Regions from separate parts of the Cricetulus griseus genome. Here region 1 is linked to region 2. The links are chromatin contacts, called in public Hi-C maps. All regions are on one chromosome and are shown on one strand. The core of a region is the stretch at or near the end of the contact, and the rest is flanking DNA. Distances in the headings are between cores, read along the strand shown.

The links. Hi-C and Micro-C count contacts between places; a contact is called where the count stands out from the background.
Region 1: a contact with region 2 is called in a Hi-C map of the CHO-K1 cell line, with 3 times the contacts expected there. The contact joins two enhancer-like sites. A contact is called at or near these places in 2 of 8 Hi-C or Micro-C datasets (the CHK-Q cell line and the CHO-K1 cell line).

What each region holds. Positions count from the first base shown.
Region 1 is chr8:98,388,966-98,396,368 of CriGri-PICRH-1.0, reverse strand. No RefSeq gene overlaps it. Among named protein-coding and RNA genes, the nearest start is that of Tmem176a, 20 kb to the left of the region's middle. Within about 2 kb of position 2,353, at least 6 of the 6 cell types and tissues checked have open chromatin away from gene starts, as enhancers often do. A contact at or near this core is called in the CHO-K1 cell line, where this site is marked.
Region 2 is chr8:98,259,816-98,267,408 of CriGri-PICRH-1.0, reverse strand. No RefSeq gene overlaps it. Among named protein-coding and RNA genes, the nearest start is that of Kcnh2, 88 kb to the right of the region's middle. Within about 2 kb of position 5,113, at least 4 of the 6 cell types and tissues checked have open chromatin away from gene starts, as enhancers often do. A contact at or near this core is called in the CHO-K1 cell line, where this site is marked.

The DNA.
Region 1 (7,403 bases), core at 1,104-3,603, 130 kb before region 2:
TCCAAATGCCTAGTTCCTTCTATAGTCCTTACTTGAACCCTTTGCTGCAATCAGCAGATGTGACTAAACCTGTCACCTAGTGGCTATTTTTAAACACACACACACACACACACACACACACACACACACACACACACAAGAAAAAGAAAAAAAAATGGAAGAGGGGAGCTGATTAAGAAAAACCTAGTCTCAGCTCTTTCGAAAATGCTCATTCCCCAACTGAGCAAACGTCTCTTAATGCTTCCTGCTTCCTGCTTAGAAGTTCCCATTGGCCCCGGAGATTCAAGGAGATAAGGTCATGCTGGCCCCTGTGGATGCTGCGGAGTGAGGCCTCCCCTTCCCTGTCAGGTTTGCCCAGACACCCATTCTATCTCAGCTGGCTATTGGAGCTGTGCCCCAGGTCCCAGATTTAGAGTTTTCCTACTGTTGTACTATCTTCCACCCATTTCCTCCTAGTCCATCCCACTCACCTTGGAATACACAGTTCAGGGAGGGGGCACTCTAGCTCTAAGGGGGAGTCACCCCACCACAGCTCACCCTTCTTCTCCAGCATCCACAGACTCTCAGCCCAGTTCTGCTCTGACCCATACCCCCGTTTCACTGAAAGTACCCTTCACTCAAAATAAGGAGGTACAAATCTAAAGGGTCTTCTTGAAAACAGTCGCCTCCCTCTAACCAGAGGCCGGAGAGTGGAAGCAGTATGAGCAAAGGCCAAGAGAAGATCTTCTTGAGAACACAGACCCAAGTCCCTTGCACCATCTGGTCACATTTACCCTTGAGACACAGATCTTCTAACCAGGACACAAAGCAACAACTGTAAAATGAAGTGTTGAGAAAACTCATTGCATTGATTCACCAAAACAGAACAAATTCAATGAAGAGATAAGATATACCACCCAGGGTCACAGGGTATCTGTGAGCATGTGATTACTATTTGTAGTAGGACCAAGATGGTAAAGTACTAGCTATGTCATAGGAAGAGTTCATTTAATTCATCAAGGCAGCAGAAAATGTAGCCAAGACACTGGACAACAGTAGATATCCAAATGACCAATAAACACAAGAAACATACTCAATATTATTGATAGATACCTCATCAGGTCAAATTACAACCACAATAAGAAAACATAAAACAAATTACCATATTTGACAAAGAAAAAGTCCTGTTTGGTAATATCAAGTGATGGTAAGGATGGCAAGGATGCCCCAGTAGGAACTAGTGTAGTTACATTGAAAAATGACTGCACACTAGTATAAAGTTGCAACCTGACACTGATGACGTCACCAACTCACTCTGGAACAGATTTATCAACCCATATACACCAATACGATCGTAGATCACAGTTTGTAATCCCCCAATCCAGAAACAAACCACCAGTAAAATGGATTGTCAGTTGCAGATTCTCAGAGTGAAAAAACACATAATAGCATTCATGGACACATGAAATTGAGCAAAACATGAAAGACATACAAGACATCACCTTCACAAGACTCTGTTTGTATGAGGTTCAACACAGGCAAAGCCAGTCTTTATCCTCTGGGGATGCATCCAAAAGCCAGTCCAGAGCAAAGGAAAGAGGTAATGCCATGCAGATCAGTTGTGGGAGGAGGAAAAAGACCTGGCATCCTTGAAGCAATGAGCCATTTCTTGGCTTCCTTTGTGTCTGTCCACAGTACCTTAATTCTGTGTTTATTTTTCATATACATATATTTCATTATTAAAAGATAATAAACACAAAATTTCATCAGGGTCAGAGGTTTCTGGACAAACCCTGCGGACAAAAGGATAGAAATTCCACTGGAGTGGTGAATTAGGCCAGGTAGAAGTTTACAGATTGTACTCCGAATTGAACATCAGAAATAAACCAGGATTGGGGGGTGTTACTCTGGAGACTAATGCAAGAGGAAGGACTGCAAGTCCAAGGCTTGCCTGAACTACATATTTGAGTTCAAGGTTAACCTAGATAACGTAGTGAGACTCGGTCTCAAAATAGAAAGAAAGAAAAAAACAAAACAAAACCAAAAACCAGCTCTGCTTCCTGGTCCCCTGGCATGTGAACACGCAGAGACATTTAGGAAAGCAGTGCTGTTCCAGGGAGCTCAAGAAACACCCTGTCAGTCCCTGCTATGGAGAAGTCGGCGCCTGCTACTAAGCGGGCACACAGTAGGGCACTAAGTATATTTTGCAGGAATCCCAAACCCAACAGTAAGGTTGACAAAAATCTTTGAATCTGCACCGCCCGGACACAAGGGAGCGCTGTTCTCACACAGCAGAAGGCTGGGTTTACCGCGACTAGGGCTCCTGTGCCCTCCTTGGCTGTTACAGCGTGAGTGGCAGGCTGTGATCCCGTGAACCACGACCCCGCCGCCGCCGCCGAGCCTCTGCCGGCGCCCCGCCTCTCTCCGCAGCGCCCAGGGGCCCCAAGAGGAGGCCCATGCGCTTCTGCGCTTCGCCGACAGGCGGCGCTGTCCTAAAGCAGCTCCGCCCGGCCAGCCTGATTTTGTTTGAAGTCACATCACCTTCCCAGCAGCAAACAAGGAGACCAGTCCTGACTTGCAGCGCTAGCACCTCTCCCCTCAGCGTTTCCCGCCCCAAGCTGCTGTTCCCACCTGAGTTGTCCTAGCCAGTGGCTGTCATCCTGCGTGTTACCCTAACTTCCACGTGCGGCCGGCTCCCTTAGGCCACTCTAAACCAGGAATGGCTTCCTCCGCACTCCATCACCCCATCACCCACTCACACAGAGTACAGAATTCCTTTTGGACCCAACTCTTTCTTCAAGGGTTGTTGCCTGGTCGTGTGGGTGTTGGTTTGTTTTGGGATCAGGACTCGCTCTATAGCCTAGGCTGGCTGCAGCTTCATAGCCTCAGTCTCCCAAGTGCTGGTTACAGGTGTGAGCCTTTTCAGGGTACCCTTTTCCCCGAGATCTGGGCCCGGGCTTTCTGCCAGAAGGCAGAGCACTTATGTTCGGTTCGTGATCATGAAAACCAGTCAGGCTCGACCCTAGAAAGATAAGAAAGTTTGGAGTTTGCAGATGGCAGGTCCATTTGAGACTTTCATGACCACTAAGCCCAGTACTAGGTTTCTCAGTGAGACAAGCTGAGAACAGAAAGTAGAGCTGGAAAGTGTCTCTTAGGGGCCTAGTGACTGCTACCCCAGAGAAAGAGTATGCCCAGACTGTCCACCTGCCACCATGGCTCAGGAGAAAAGTGGTGTCATGTTCTTGCTCATGAGTGCAGGTGCCTTCGTCCATGCTTAGGGAGAAGGATAGAGTATTCCTGGTGTTGTTTTTCTCTGCAGACCTGCCTTCCAGACAGTTCTCTCTGCCCTGTACCTGAAAGGCTGGCCTTTAGGGACTCCTGAAAGGCACAGGACTGACTTTGGGTTAGGCTCGTAGGGAGCTTGGCAGCTGAATAAGCTCTCGTGGTTTCCGCTGTGCCAGGTCAACATCCAGTGTGGTTCTGCTCTGCGAAAGACCTCTGTCCAGCTAGAGGTGAAGAGGGCACCAACCACTGCCAGCCTGGTTGTTCTACCAGCCCTCCACAATTTCCTTAACCTCGCTCATTTTTGTAAATGTCTGTTCTGCCTGTAGAACGCCTTCTGCTTCCTAATAGGACCCCACCAGACACACTGAAGTTTCTTTTCCTTCATAGCATCTAAAGCCAGCCTCTGAGCTAAGCTCAACGACACAGAGGTGAGGGACAAAGGTGACCAGCTCACCACGGGGCCTGATGAATCTAGGATGAAGGTAACAGCCGGTGGGGACAGAGCCCAGGGAGCAATGATCATGTGAAGCATTCCAATCATAGACCTCAGGCTTGAGGGAGGGCGGTGGAATATTCCAGGCAGCTGTGTAGAAACTAAAGGAGGGCAAGTGGTCAGTTCTGCAGGGACTAGCTAAGTCAGGAGCACTGTCGGAAGTCTGGAAGCAGACAGTCGGTTTCCCCTGGAGAACGCTCATTCTGGCAAGGACAGAGAGGTAGGGGTGGCAAGCTTGGGAACAAGGAAGCCCGTGGGGAATGCTTCTGGGACACAGGCAGACAGAAGTTCATGAGCTAAAACAAATGGGAGAGTAGTGGGTGGAAGAGATAAACTAAGATCCTAGGAACTAGGCCTTGCTGCCCGGCACCCTTGCAATCCCTACACTGTGGGGACTGGAGTCTGGAGGCTGAATTGTGAGTTCTAGGCTAGCCTGGGCTACATAGTCAAACTGTCTTCAAACACACACATGGCCACCAATAACAACAGCAAGCACCACTCACTAGTACATTGGGAGTAGGAAGGGGAGAAGGGTAAGTCTGAAAATCCATTTCTAAGTGGATAGCCATGGCATTCTTTCACAAGAGAGGCAATGTATTCCATTCAGTCTTCTTGAGACAGGTGCCTGCAGGACAGGCAAGGAAAGAGGAAAGGGAAGGGAAGGAAAGGGAAGAGAAGGGAGGGGAGGGGAGGGGAGGAGAGGAGAGGAGAGGGGAGGAGAGGAAAGAGCCTGCTAGGAAGCTGTACACGTAGGTCTGAGTTCACAATAGTCTAGACTAATGCTGTGTATTTTCTTCCTTTCAAAAACATCTACCTACTTTGTGTGTCTGAGCGTTCTGCCTGCATGCATGTCTGGGCGCGACATGTGTGCCTGGTGCCTATGGAGGTCAAAAGAGAGCTTCAGATGCCCTAGGACTGGAGTTATAGACATTTGTAAGTCACCCTGCAGGTGCTGGGTCTCTAGAAGGGCAGCCAATGCTCTTAACCACTGAGCCATCTCTCTAGTGAGCTATCTTACAGAATCTGTTGAGTGCTGGTCATCTTCAAGACCCGCAGAGCAGTGTGAGTCAACAGTGCAGGCAAATGCCCATGTGTCTCTGCTCTGCTATTTGCTCAGAAGCTGATGACCAGTCACAACGTTGACCATCTCAGGATTGGTGTGTATTAAGAAATAAAAGGAGCTTTTGATAAAGATATCCTTTATTAGAAAAACACCATCCAGACAAAAGCCAGAGCATGCCAGGGGCAGCAAGGCAGGGAGGCCAGAGAGAAGGGGCTCCCATGTGTCTTGCAGCCCCTTAAAACCCTATCACATTTCATCCTGACCTCACCTTGACCACACCCTGACAGGCGTGGTCAGGCACACCTGTAGCCAGTTTCTAGCAGGCATGGCTTACACTGTCCCCTACAGGTGTGAGCCATCAGGTGCTGTGTCAGATACTTTATGGAGAATACTTCGACCCCATTTGTTAGGAAGTTCACACAACCCTATAGGCTCCAGCTTACGAAGAATTCAGTAACTTGCTCCCAGGCCACCTCCTAGAAATTGTCCTCACAGGTAGGAATCTAGACACCAAACCCCAAGCTACTGGGAGGTTCCTTAATCCTTTCCCTGAGCTGACAGGACCCATAAATGGGAGTCCATTCCATCTTACCACAAGTTCAGAGAGCTCAAATCACTCCTATTGTCATTTATTTATTTATTTATTTATTTATTTATTTATTTATTTATTGGTTTTTCGAGACAGGGTTTCTCTGTGGCTTTGGAGGCTGTCCTGAAACTAGCTCTGTCTGGTCTCAAATTCACAGAGATCTGTCTGCCTCTGCCTCTGCCTCTGCCTCTCTGCCTCTGCCTCCTGAGTGCTGGGATTAAAGGTTTGCACCACCACCACCAGGCCCTATTGTCCTTAAGACATTGGTTTAAAGGCTGCAGGATGCCCTGGCCTCTGTGGTGAATGGCTCCTATCTAAAAACAATAGACCCAGGCAGGTTTACTCTCACCCTAAAGGCTAGGTGATACAAGCACCTATTAAGCACCTGAAGGCCAAGTAGTACATGCAGCTTTGGAGTGTCTTTAGGATTAAGGGAAGTAATTGCTATTTATTTATACATGATAATAGAAGTCTTCTGCCATTGTCCCCACCTTTGGTTGATTACTTATGATGCATTAATAAACTGCCTTCCTGACCGCTAAACTGAGTCTCTGATTCTTAATTCTTTTAGCTAGCCTTTCCCTCACCCACACTCCCCCACTCAGGAATGGCCCCGGGGCTGCTCAGCTGGTCCTGACCGCAGCCCCAACAAACACCAGTCCAGAGACACTGAGCAAACAGCCCAGTTACTATCTTTTCAAGGACTTCATTTCCCCCTTCAGAACAGGAGGCTTAGCAGGGACTCAGATGCACTGCCTTTCCTGCCTGTGGTGTCTCTCAAGTCCATATTTGTTGCAGAAGTTCTGAGCATCTCCCCCCCTCCTAAGGATGAGGCTGATGAAAGTAGATCTTGATGACATTTCAAGTGGTGGGAGCCACAGGCAACACTGCACTCCTGTGGGAGCCAGGTGTGGTGGTGCACTCCTGATCTCAGCACCTGGAGAACAGGGTCAGGGAAAGCACCAGAAGTCTGAGGCCAGCCTGGTCAACAAAGCAAGCTCCAAGCCAGGAAGAGCTATATAACCAGACTCTGTCCCAAAAATGAAAAGAAAAAAAGCATGGAAATTCTGGAGTGTACGTTGCTCCCTGAAAAGTGAAAATGCCAATTAAATAATTTACATTTTGTTCTGCTTACTTTACTACACACACACTCACACACATTCACACACTCACACACACTCACACACACTCACACACTCTCACACTCTCACACACACATACACACTCACACACTCTCACACACTCACACACTCTCACACTCACACACTCACATACACACTCACACACTCTCACACTCACACTCACACACTCTCACACTCACACACTCACATACACACTCACACACTCACACACACTCACACACTCACATACACACTTACACACTCACACCCACTCACACACATTTATTTGCCCTGATCTATCTGCATGCATTTCGGAGCCAGGTGCAAATATCTATAATTACCTGGAATAGTCTCCATACTTGTTTCAGTTCTTTTTAAACGTTAGCTTTAAGATAAAATCAAGATATGGTTGTGTTCAGTATTCCCATTCTAGCTACTGAGGAAAATGACCAGAGTTTGTTTCCCAAAGTGATATGTATTCATTTTCCTCATAGTCCACAATCAGTCCTGCTGGATCAAAGTCAAGGTATCTGCAGGGCTGGCTCCTCCTGGAGGCTCCAATGTGACCGTCCATCTCTGTGCTTGTTCCCTGGCGTGTGACCCCCTTTGTCCCAGCACACTGACACCTTGCTTCTATAGTTGCCTTGGCTCCAGTACCATGTGCCCTCTTACAAGGACAGTTCAGGCTCCCCCGACCCCCACCATCTCAAAAGCTTCACAGCTGTGAAGCATCCATCATCTGAGGGACACAGGCACAGGTTACGGGGACCCAGATGTGGTCACCCTGGGAGTCTTTCAGCCTCCACCTTCATTACTTGATTAGTTTTTACAAATGTTCACATTGAGTAACCCAAATCCCCCTGAGGATGCAGA
Region 2 (7,593 bases), core at 3,864-6,363:
AGGGGACCAGCCTTATCTCCCTGCCTGGCTATCGCCAGTTGATTCAAACTTCTGAAAAGAAGTAGACTCCAGTCAGTTCTCAAGTTCATGTAGGCTTCATGACCTTGCAAGTTCAGGGCCATTCGCTAGAGGGCCCTCCCTGGGGAGCCAAGGAGAAAGGAACTGGGGCACACTCCCCCATACACTGGCCTCTTCCCTCCTGCTCCAAGAGACTGGAGGTGGGCAGTGACCCCAGGCTACCTGAGCATGGCCTGAGAGCTGAGACTGCTCCTGCCTGGAATCCAGGTGTTCAGATAGCAGAAAGCCTCCATCTTACCCCATTAGTGGGGACAGATACCCACACACACTCAGTAATTGCCATCAGTCACATCTCCCAAAAGCTCTGGGGTAGCCCTTGGGGGTGGGGGTGCACTGGGAAACGGTGAGCCAGCGATCCTGGGACAATGGGGGCGGGGGCAGTGACAAGAGGGTGAGTCTCACTGGTTCATAGGAGGCTGTGGTTGGCTCCTCTGAATGATTTCACAGACAAGGTGAGTCAAACCTGAACCCAGATGAGAGCAGACACTGTTGCTAGCAGGGGAACTAGGTGGGCAGAGTCTCTACAGAGTGGGCTCACCTCTGAAGACAGCCCCAAAGCTCACCATCACAGGGGAAGGTGAAATGTGCCGGATTGGGCTTTGGAAAAATCCCCAGACTCTGGAGAGAGACATATTCCCTGGTCCATTGCCTTTTTCTCATTCTTCTTTTTAATGAGTTCCCTAACAGCAAGAATCTGGGACTCTGTTTGGGCTTGTGAAGCCTGAATCTGTTCAATTACTTCTTGGCTATAAATTGCTCCTACCGTGGCCTGGCCTGCCAGATGGGGCCTCTGTGGGCCACCCACGACTGCAGTGACTCCCTCTGACTTGCCTTCTCCTTTCTTCATCTCCTCTTCCTTTTCCCTCCCTCTTCCTCCCTCCCTCCTCTCCTTCCTTCCTTCCAACAGGAAGGATACAGAGAGACACATATACGAAAGAAGTCCACATAAAGACGGGGGCTTAGGGGTGATGCAATGGCTCAGCAGTTCAGAGCACCGGCTGCCCAGGTCCATTCCCAGCACCCACAAGGTTCACAAACGCCTTTAACCCAAGTTCCAGGGGATCCAATGCCCACTTTTGACCACTGATGGTACCACATGGTGCACATACGTACATGCCGGTAACATACACATAAAATAAATATTAAAAATGTTTAAAAATGGAGATAGCCAAGTGTGGAGGCATGTGCCCTTGTGATCCCAGCACTCAGAAAGCTGAGGCAGAAGGATCACATACTACATACTGAGGCCCTATCTAAAAAGAAAAATAACTTAAAAGTAAAAATGGAGACAGAGATTAGAACAGTGCTGCCATGGAACAATGGCCTTCTGAAAGTCAACAAGCATGAGGAAGGGTCTTCCCCTAAAACCTTTGGCGAGAGTGTGGCGCTGCCAACACTTGGATCTCAGACCCCAGCCTCTAGGACTCTGAGAGAATAGATTGCTGTTATTACAAGGCACCTGATTTGGACACCTTGTAAAGATATGCCTAATATGTTAGATCATGTTAGTGGCTTGGCAGGGACAGAGGCTGTGTGGTTAGGGGCTGCAGAGTGGATGTCAGAGTCCTTGGGCATCAGGAAGTTCCAGGTTCCATGGTGTCCTGGAAGAACTCAAATAAAGCAACAGAGTCTTATTTGCATATCATCCGAGCAGAGCTTGAAGGCTGTGCGAGCCAGAAGACACCTCCTCCAAAGCCCGTTGTCCTCCAAATCACCCCCATACCTGTCGGTCCCAGGGGCAATGGCAGGTATAGGAAGGAAGGACTGACCTGGTAGAGCTCTCCAGCCTGGGGGTCAGGTTGACCTGAGAAGCCTAGGAAAATATGAAGTGGATGCCAGATGAGAGTTCTCTGTGAGTTTGACAGGTTCATAGTCAAAACGTAGGGAGAGGAGCTGCGGAGAAGGCCAGGTGTGCAGGGGCAATTGCTGCATGAGCGTGAGGGGCCGAGTTCTAAGCTGGAAGCTTGTACCTAGAGACCTGGGTGGCCATTTATGTCTGTAGCCTCTTTTCTGTGTGGGGATAGAGAGGAGGACTGGGTGGCTGGTATTCCATGGCTGCCAGCCTAGCTTTAGATTCAGTGAGAGACCTTATCCCAAGGGTATGAAGCAGAGAGCAGCAGAGCAAGACACTCAAGGTCCTCCTCTGGTGTGTGTGTGTGTGTGTGTGTGTGTGTGTGTGTGTGTGTGTGTGTGCATGGGTCTGGATAAAAGATGTTGCCGGGTGTTTAATGCAGAGAACTGGTAACTTGGAGCATAAAGGAGCCAAGGACATTCCAGAATTGACATCACAGCTGAGGAACAAGGGACAGAGGAGGGGGAGGTGCCCCCAAGGCCAGTGGTGGGTTACCAGAAGAAGTTGGAACCTCTGTGGTCTTGTCTGTCACAGCAGGAAGGGGACAGAAGGAACAGGCTTCGGTCCTGCTGTAGTCTCCTGCCAGCACCTCCCAACCATGGCAGCTGGAAGAACAGAGACATGGCCTGCAGGAATCTGTCCCTGAAACAGAACAGAGGCCAGGGGACAGCTCCAGAGCCTATGAGTCCTGAAGGCAGTCACACACACACACACATGACTATGAGTCATAAGAAGCTAACTCAATACCCAGCAGCCGAGAAAGACCTAAAGACCTCCCTTGGACCGGCCTTGACCTCCAAGGAGTATGCAAACAAAAAAGAAAAGCCAATGACTTGCTACAGTTAATGAAAGGTGCACTCCTGTCAGGGATATGCACACACCCCCTCCCCATAAAGAAAAGCCAGAGGGCCTACAAGCCACAAGCCTGTTTGGCCCCTCTGTCCATGAAGTACACCCTGTACTCACTCTCACTTTTAATAAATCTACACCTTGCTGCTGCTCTGTGTCTCGCTCAAGTCCCTGTTCCAGACATGAAGAACCTGGACACTGTGTACAGATGACCCATGAGGCCCCCTCCAATATCATTTTGATAAACAGACCCAGACCCAATAACATAGGTAGGAAGGCGGGGAAAGGTGACACCTCTGTCCCCAGGTACTGCTGCCCCTTAAGTAGTTCCAGGACCATCTGCCTCAGGACCCAGGGCCAACTGAGTTCAGACAGACACACCACCAGACTGGAAACAAAGTTTCGCCCATGGATAACAGCTCTGGGGGAGGACCCCTGGCAACACCCTTTGAGGTAGCAGATGGTAAAGATCTTGGTTTGATGATTTGCCTCCCATGGCCCCAGATGGCCGTGGACATTTGACAGCTCACATGCCCCAGAATGAGGGCAGGGACAGGGATCTGCCTGGGACACATCTCTGTGTGTGCTTGGTTTATAAACCAAAAGACACTCCCAGGAGGGAGAGCCTTTTTCAACACACAGCCACCTACCTGTGCCTCACCAGGAACAGAGACATTGTCCCCTGGGACATACATGCTGACGGGAGTACCACAAGCATGGGAACAGAAGCTGAAGAAAACTTGGGGCTGGGCTCTGAGAAGAGATCCCTCTCCCCCGCCATGCTCTGAGCCATCTTTGCAGAGATCTGCAGACAGCGCAGACAGCAGAGGGAGAACAGAGGATGTAAACAAGGTGTGTCCTGCCCACCTGTCTCCCTGCAGCCCTGATTCATCTCAGCCCCATGTAAAGCAGAGTATAATTTTGTTTGTGGCTACCCCGATGCCAGGTGGAGATGCAAATAGGAAAGCTGTTAGAGAACTAGACTGTTTTACATGAGGAAGAGGAAACCATGTGGGCACAGAACCTGTTGCTTTAGAGGCCTTTGGGAGAGGGAAAGGGAGGAGGCTGTGACCACCTGTCCTGCGTTCTCCAACACACAGAAACCCTGGCTCAGCATCAGCAAGGCTCAGGGCTCTCTATGAAGGAGTTCAAGCCCAGCCTAAGTGAATATGGAGACCCTATCTCAAAACCCAAAACAAACACACAAAAACTTCTCTACTTTAAGTACAAAACAAGATAAAGCATTTTGGAACAGGGGCCTCTGTGTTGTCTGGACCCCACAGCCTTGTGGAAGGCATCTCTGCCGGGGTGGAAGTCTAGTGTCGCCTAGCTATACAGATTCACAGAGGAGTCACACGATCTCTGAGACCCCAATTTCTCTAGCAGGAAAATGTTTAGCTGACTTTCAAGTCCCCTCATTCCAGGTCTGAAGAGTATGTTGCAAGTAGCTCTTTGTGTCCCTGGCTTGGCTTCTCAGTGTCGGCTGAATCCATGACCCTGTGGCCACTCTGCCTACCCTGGTGCTTTCATCCATGTGGCCAGGCCGCCCCTACCTCACTGCTTCATTGACCCCAGCACGGCAAACCAGTAGGTCCATGCCTCCTCTCACTCACCCCACTGGGGAGCAGCCCAGCCCACACACCCCACTGGGGAGCAGCCCACACACCACTGCCGGCCGGGTTTCCAGTTTCTGCTCCAGACTGAAAGATAAGACGTTGTCCCTTTGTTACTTCAGCCTTCTCCAAGGACCTCTGCCATCTGTCTCTGTTGCTTGGAGCCACACTTAGTCCAAAGGCTCAGTGGACTCAGGGCTGAGAGGGAACCAGTACCCAGGCGGCATCAAGTGGCCCCATTAGCAAAGGGAGAAGACAGCCGACCACCTGCACCACCTGCCACCCACCAGTGTGGGTGGCAGCCTGTGTGGCCCCGCCCAGAGTCTCTCCACCAACCTCGGGAATTTCTAAACCTTGAAGAAAGTTGGTGGGAGCCATTATTGGTCACTTCAGAATTTGTTTGGGGTTTTTTTTCATTTTGTTTTTAAGCTCAAGCTGTCATGGAACTCACAGCAATCCTTCTGCCTCGGCTTCCTGAGCCACCAACCAATCCCAGCTTCATTTTAGGTTTGTGCCCAAGGTCAGCAGAAGGAAGTATTAACAAGCTCAGCTACATTAAAGCCACTCCACCCACAGCTCAAACCACCGCCAATCAATTCTGCTTGGGTTGCTGACGGGTCAGGCTCCCAGGGTGCTAATTTCCTGCTCCTGGAGTATCAGTGAGTCATCTGCCTCCCTCCTCTCCACTTTAACTGTTGCTCTGAGACCAGAGTCTGCAGAAGGGCGGTCACATGGCATCTTTATTTAGTAGCCAGTTCTCAGCTGGCAGGAGGAGAAGGATAGCCAGACACTTCCTAGAAGCAGCCATCTCCCCCCCTCCCCCATTTCCGGAGCCCACGAGAGTTAGGAAGCTCAATAGTGTCTTAAATTCCTGTAGTCTATGCCAAACCGCTGACGTTCAAGATTCGGGGTGCTGACTAAAGTATAAGCTGGGACTGAGATGCAAATGGCTGAGAAACAGACTTCCGCGGGCACCTCCGGGTAGTGCCATGTGCCGTGCGGCCACCAGGTGGCGCTCAACACTTCAAGCTGCCACCAGGGCCAGGCCAGGCGGGAGCCGGGTTAATCTTGCACAGATTAATGCCTCCAGGTGTGAGTCAGAAGCCTGACCAAATGTCACAAAATTATCGTGAATTCATCTAGACCAAGTTCATCTGAATGTCACAGAAAGCTACGTTAAAAATGACTTCCACAGGCCTCACCCTCCAGGGGGAGCAGAAAGGATATGTGATAGGTAGGGTTTTAGTTGGGGAGGGTGGTAGGGGAGGAGGGGAGGGAGTGGTAACTGGGGTTGACATGTAAAACAATCTTGTTTCTAATTCAAATTTAAAAAAAATTTGCAAAAAAAGAAAAAAGAAAGACAAGAAAATGACTTCCACAGGGCACATTTACTTGTGAATTGTGGGTCGGGCTGTTGTAGGTCTCCTTCCTCACAGCCTCCTCGGCCCCACTTCAAGAATTCGCAAACACTTCCTAGGACAGTGCCTCATACCTGTGATCAGCATTTGGGAGCTGAAGCAGAAGGGTCACCACACATTCAAGGCCAGCCAAGGCTACATAGTGAGACCCTATTCCAAAAACCATGCAAAGTTCACAGACATCAGCTCTCCTTACAAATCATGAATTGTAACTCTTATCCACACAAGGCCTCTGGGAGCTGGGTCATCTGCACATCCCGAGTTACTTCCGGTTCACTTGGGGGAAGGACGTGGAAAAGCATGAGGCCGCTGAAGACTCCTGGGCCTGCCCACCAGGTTCCCTGAGCCCTGCGCTCCCCAGGCCTGAGGCCCGGCTCCCTGCCTGTTTGTTGGTGATAATGACTCTGTCCAGTGTCCCATGAGAATCTCACCTCCAATGTGTCTAAGCCAGCTCTGACTCACAGTTCTCCTGTGTTCCCTGGATGGGGAAGTGACCATTACTTCTGTCTTAGTTTTGTTTCATGTTGCTGTGATTTAAAAAAAAAAAAAAGTGCAAAAGCAACTTAGGGAGAAAGGCGCTTATTTCAGCTCACAGTTCCAGGTTACAGCCCATCGCGGCATGGAGCTCAAGGTGCAAAAACCCGAGACATCTAGTGACAACCACAGTTGAGAGCAAAAGAAGAGCAAATTGCACGCCTGCCTTGCTCAGCTCGCCTTCCCCGCTGACACAGTTCAGAACCTCCTGTTTAGGGACTGGTCTTCCCACATCCATTGACGGGATCAAGATAATTCCCCCAAAGACATGCTTAGGGGCCAACCTACTCTAGACAATCCCTCATGAAGACATTCTTCCCAAAGGAGTCGAGATGTGTCAAGTGGCCAAAACTAACCGTAGAAAAGTATCCCTGTCACCCAAGGACCCAAAGCCACCCTGGCCACCCTTTCCTTCCGCCTTTGTCCTCTCCTCTACACTTTGACTTCTTGGAAGTTAATAAGCGCATTGTGAGAAACTATAAAACAATGACACAAAGACGAAACTGCAGGCGTCGCGGTTGGACAAACCCTTTCTGAGCACGCAGAGACGCCATGTCCGTGTGGCATGGCAACAGGCAACATGCATCACGCTTGTACACACGTCAGAGATGCAAAGCCCAAAGCTCTGAGGGAAGTCCCATCGCTTAGCAATGTCCTCCTGAGTTAGAGCCTTCCTCAGTGTTTCTGGGGTCTGTCATCTTTCCTTTCCCACAGTAGCCTCCTGCTCTTCCTCCCAGGCCTGAAGACTGACTCTGCCCGGGCTTACATCCACCAGACAGACCTATCCCACTCTTGACTGCAGAGGGATCAGTCCACGCCACCCTCCTAATGAAAGCCCTATGGCTCCCACCATCCTCCGGGCACAATGAAATCCACACCCCTCCCCAGGACTGAGCAGGTCTTGGGGATAGGACTTGTCCCTACAGGCTCCTCAAAGCCGTGCTGCATAGGCACTGTTTCCTACATGCCCCTGGAAAGCCACAGCCCCATCAGTTCTGTGGCCCTGGGTGATGGCCGGGGCTTTTAGCACACATTCACTCTACTTCATCATAAGATTTAATCCCCCATGACGCTGGGCTTGACCACAAGCTTTCACCGCCAGAGTGAGGGTGGAGAGGGAGAATACAGGCAGAAATTCTGCCCATTCTCCACAAATCCAGGGTGAGAAGTCCTTTCCCCAGAGAGTGTCGGCCTATGCCCAGAGCTGCTTCAGGCTCTGCTAAAGCTCAGCTTTTTGCACCCACAATCA